Regions from separate parts of the Arachis hypogaea genome. Here region 1 is linked to region 2. Evidence: chromatin contacts called from public Hi-C data. All regions are on one chromosome and are shown on one strand. The core of a region is the stretch at or near the end of the contact, and the rest is flanking DNA. Distances in the headings are between cores, read along the strand shown. Region 1 holds the start of LOC140181872. Region 2 has its middle 4.3 kb from the start of LOC112778308.

Region 1 (2,700 bases), core at 89-2,588, 200 kb after region 2:
TTCATATTAACTAAAAATTTCTAGAGTTTTGCTTCTACTCCTTCCACGGAAGCAGCCCCCTTTTTAATCTCTTCAGCTAACTTCTCAACATGGCTATACATGGAATTGTAACTAAACATGCCATACAATTTTAATCAGATTCATGCCATACAATTTCATGCCAAGAATTTGTTGCTGAGCTAAATTTTTTGTTGTTGAAAATGGTCAGAAAGTTGAATTTGTTGGTGAGTCAGGCTTGCTCTTCCAATTGGTGTTCTCTACAAAAATGTTTCTTCTAGGCTATAGTATGGCTTAACTGCTACACCAACACCATTGTTGGTCTTGTACATTTTTCTTTTTCTTTCAATTAATTTAATATTTAATTTTTTCCATTAGATCAAATGAGCAAATACAAAGAGTCATAACTTAGGCGTTAGCCCCTCTTTGGTAACTATCTCGAGACAGAAATATAGAGATACCATGAGACACAAATCTATTTAGAGAAAGTGAATAATTCAAAAACAAACATGTCTTTGTCCTATGACAAAATTTGCACATTTTTCTGTATATCTTTTTTGAGATAGTTTCCATGCACAACCTTAATTCCACTAATTTTCTTTATGATTTCTTGATTTAGAAGATCATAGTACTAACATCATTTCAAAACTCAAAACACAAAGAAGGTCATGAGACAAAATCTCTAGCAGGACTTTTCAATTTCCTTACAGGAATAACACCATCAGCAATTCCAAGTCTATAATGTTCTTGAGCTGTAATTCTTGGCTTTTTAGCAGCCTATACAAAACTCACTAAAGTCACTACAAAATTGCTCAGATATTCAAAGTAAGCCAAAAATCAGAACTAATTTAAATTCATTACCTTAGGAGCAGCTTTGGAAGATTTTCACAATATTGCAGCACAAGCTTCAAGGCTAGATGATAGAAGTTCATCAACAAACAATAGAAAATATTCAATATATATGTGATTTTTATTAATTACCACAACAAACAGTTTAATGCAATCACAGAGATGTGAAAAGAATAGAGCTGAAGGCATTAGGAAGCAAAAGCACACCATCCGGATCAGCAATTCCCGCCATTTGAAGAGCATCTGAATTAGCCAAATCTAAATTAGCTGGTGTGACAGCTAGAATGAGACAGGAGGGAACTTTGATATATGACATGATCATTGTTCTGATTCGGGCTTCGATATCAGATGGCTGGTCACTAACAGGAACCTTTATTATGCTTGGAAGATCAACAAGTGTGATATCCAGAACATTTGGAGAAAATTTTTTTAGAAAAATCTGCTTATCTGAGTCTCCTTTATTATCTCCTGCTTCTTTATCGGTTTCAGCATATAGATAATAATAATAATTATAATAATAATATAAAACAAAGTTAATCAGGAAAAATATACAAGTTAAAAGAAGCAGCAAAGGAAAGACACTTAATGGACATTTAACGCACAGTCAATACCTTACCAATCCATCAAGAGTAATGCACACTAGACAATAATTAGTTTATCATGGCATAAGAAATTCAAAAGTTGATAAATGGAAATACACAAGTTAAAAGATAATAATACTAGTGCTACAAGTCTTTTATATTATCTAAAACCAAAATTTTTCTATTATCTAAAACCAAAATTTTTAAAAATTAAAATTAGTGCTATAAGTTTTTTATCCATATAGCCAGCTTAGTTGTTATAATACTATCATTATCGGTGTTAAAACAGACACGAGCACCACTAGCTTTCAAAGTTCATTAGCAGCAGCCAGCAGGCATATGATTTCTTAATAATGATAATAATAATAATAATAATAATAATAATAATAATAATAATAATAATAATAATAATAATAATAATAATAATAATAATAATACAATATAATCTCTATGTTATGATCTACCTTTTATTGTTTAGAAAACAAATCATGCTCAGGTAATAAATCTAAGTAGGAATTAAGTTTCTCAACAAACTACTATTTCTTTCTTTTTCTTCTTCTTATCTCTTTGCATGGATCAATTTGCAGACTTTTTCATATCCAAAAATAAATAAATTAAAATTTAAAGGTGGCCACACATAATCCAAAGAGATTTCCACCATTTCCAAGTTGTCATAGACTTCCACCATTATGTCAATATATCATAGTGAAAGAGAAAGCTCATTTTGTGAAACTGATAGGAATTAGTTATTAAGGATCTATTTTGAAACTTAGTGTATTAGCTGCAACTTAAAATATAACATATAAAACATTACATATTTACCTCAACTGTTAGAATGATCTGAGCCTTTCCGTCAATTGTGGTCATATTGGCATTTTCCACTTGAAATCCAAATGAATTTATAGCTTCCATCAACCTTGAAAACCCACCTGGCTTCTGCTCCCAGCATACCTTAAGCAAGAACTCTGTCCTACTTATATGATTCACTTCTGTTTGCATCTGGTGAACATGTTAAAAACGTCATAATAGGTCTATGACAAATAAACAAGTACCAAAGAAATACCAACTCTTTGTACCTTCATCTCCTCTCTGTGGCAAGATTTTTAGCATGGTAACCTTCCTTTCTTTAGGCACCCTAAATTTCTGACACTTGCTGTCCTCGGTGCCTCAAAATAAGAAATTATACAATCCTTAGAAAAGAGAAAATGTGATGAAGAATGTTGGTTAAACTCACATGGTTGCAGGCAAATAGTGTTGAGGTTCAACATGAGGA
Region 2 (2,700 bases), core at 157-2,656:
AAGTGAACTATGTCCCTATAACACTATAAGTATAACACCTCAAAATTTTAATTTCCCCTAATAAACATTTTTAAAGAAGTTGAGGATTTTTTTTTTCCAGATCTTGATGGATATCAGCACCAACTTCCACTTAAATTTTATATCAAAAAAGAAAAAGACTGATGTTAATTTATTTTAATTATTTATTTATTTATTTTTTACTTGATGTGTGTATGATTATTCTGTTTAATTTTTTGATCTAATAATTATGGAGGCTATAGCATAGCCTGTGATGATTATTTAATTATAACACATTTAGAATTTTTTGCTATTGCATGCATCATTTAAAATAAGCTAGTGTTGTCTATCTAGGAATGTGGCTGTTATTAATTAATTAATTAATTAATTAAAATATTAAAATTTGGAAATAAGAACATGTTTTGGACTTTCACTAAGAAAGCAAAACAACAAAGACCAGAAGACCTGTCAGTCAACAAGGTTAAACAGTGATTCAACTACTAAGGTCTAAGATCTAAAGACTAAAGAGAAGAGATTTGGGTTTGTGTGTAAAAAAGCTAAGCTACCATCAAAGGGACCTCTCAAAGCCTCATCCCAAGGCCACTGACACATAATACAGTCAATCACTAAACTCTAAAATAACCACATACTTCTCCTTTGGAAAAGTCTTACTATTATTGCATTACATGTCACTCTATTTAGTATTTAGACATTGTTGCACAATAATAATACAAAGGTAAACCACTGTTTTACCGTTTCAAAAATGTTAATTTTGGTTAAACAGTTTTTAAATAAAAAAGGTACTCATGATTTCATTTTAACAAATTTGTCATAATTTTGTGATCTTTTCAAAATTACAAATGTTTTTCTTTCTTTTAATGATTTTTTGTCTAAAACACCACATTTTAGGTGTCAAAATAATAATTTATCAAAAATCAAAACTAATACTTAAATCATTGATTAAAAAAGAATAAAATATCTCTATTTTAAAATAATATTTTCCACTTTCTAATCTAGCTATCATAAAATGTGAAATACGTATTAGGTCTTTCATTTATTATTTAATAGGATAAATTAAAAAATAAAAAAGTATATATATAACACAAGTTTTACTTTTTAGAAAAAGGGAATGTGCACAGTGAAGAAACACTGATGTTCTGCGAGTTTGAACCCTTCTTTTGCAACCAAAATCATTATTTGTCTTCATTAAAAGCCCAACCTGGGTGGAAAATCGCTGTCCTCGCATCATCTTTTATTAGGATTTTTTCAAAAAAGATGTCTCTAATCTACAAAACGCCTTCATAATAATCCAAACTTTATTTGTAAGATGTGGCCCTGTTGAGTTGGTTTCATTGCATTTCGTACACTTTCCACTCATACTTTCTTTTAATTAATTAATTTCTTTTATAAGAATAAAAAATATTTGACTATCCAACTGAGTTTATATATACTTCCAATCAGTGTGCGGCGTTGTTGTGGTATATACCCATAAACTTAGGAGTAAATGTTCTTTTTTTTTTTTTTTGTCTTTGACTGTTTATTCAAATAACAAAACATTTTTTAATAATTTAAAAATTCCTAATCGATACCTAATAAATTAAGTAATTAATTTAAACGATTTTGTAAATGACAAATTATTGATATATTAGAATCCATTTAATTCGATAACAAATATTATTTAGACTAATTAATTAAATAATTAAAAATTAACTAATAAACTTTAAATTATAAAAAATATTTTATCTTTCGAATAAATAATAATAAAAAAAAAACATTTACTCCAAACTTATCAAATTCTACCTGGTTTCTTTCCAAAGCCAAACATGGACATGTAGTGGCCAACTTCTTTCTATTATTTCAACATCTTGTAACCAAGTAGTGGAGAGGAATAGAAGATTCTCGCCATAAAAGCTATCCACTTCTCCATTGTGATGATTATCTTTGCTCCCAACTACACTAGGTGATCAATAAGAAATGCAGTCAGCTGTAGTTAATTTCAGCTTCTTCTTTTTTTTAATTTTAAAAAAATATAAATTCAAATGATCATTAAAACTTCCAAAATCTAATAACAAAAATACATTAGAAATTTTAAAAAATCTAAAACTAAATAATAAAAAATATCTAAAATTGTTGTAAAGTTATTTTAAAGATTCATTTTAAAATTTTTTAAATTATTTTAAAAATTTTTACATGTAACAAAAATAAACATCCAAAACCTTTTTGAAGAAACGTGAATTCAAATTATCATGAAAAATTATCTAAACTTAATAAAAAAAAATCCAAAAAAAAGACATCTAAAATTAAATAATAACAAACATCTAAAATGACAAAATTATTAAAGATTCATTTTAAAAATTCTCTAATCATTTTAAAAATTCGAAAAATTATTTTAAAATTTTTGAAATTATTTTAAAAATTCCTAAAAAAGAAACATCTGAAGCGTAACAAAAATAAATATTCAAAACCTAAAAAAATGAGATTTTCGCAATCTTTTTTAAATTTTAAAACCTAACAAAACAGATATTTAGTAAAATATTGAAAATAGAACATCCGAAAATTAAAGAAAAGAATTATCTATAACTATTTGCAAAATCATCCAAAACCCAAAAAGAAGAAACATCCAAAATATAAGAAAAAGAAACATCTGAAAATTAAGAGAAAGAAACATCCAAAACTAATAAAAAGAATCATCCAAAACTAAGA

What was found. A called contact is a pair of places that touch in the nucleus more often than the background predicts.
Region 1: a contact with region 2 is called in a Hi-C map of leaf, with 3 times the contacts expected there. The contact joins the promoter of LOC140181872 here to the enhancer-like site in region 2. A contact is called at or near these places in 2 of 8 Hi-C or Micro-C datasets (leaf and an unstated tissue).

Annotation. Positions count from the first base shown.
Region 1 is chr19:45,553,499-45,556,198 of arahy.Tifrunner.gnm2.J5K5, forward strand. LOC140181872 reads right to left here and starts at 1,339. Exons shown (of 4, transcript XM_072227493.1): 1 at 1,054-1,339; 2 at 859-910; 3 at 706-774. The coding sequence starts at 1,168. It overlaps LOC112776131 (a long non-coding RNA gene), which reads right to left. Exons shown (of 5, transcript XR_011877500.1): 3 at 2,662-2,700; 4 at 2,504-2,580; 5 at 2,226-2,426.
Region 2 is chr19:45,357,730-45,360,429 of arahy.Tifrunner.gnm2.J5K5, forward strand. No RefSeq gene overlaps it. Among protein-coding and RNA genes, the nearest start is that of LOC112778308, 4.3 kb to the left of the region's middle. Within about 2 kb of position 1,407, at least 2 of the 3 cell types and tissues checked have open chromatin away from gene starts, as enhancers often do.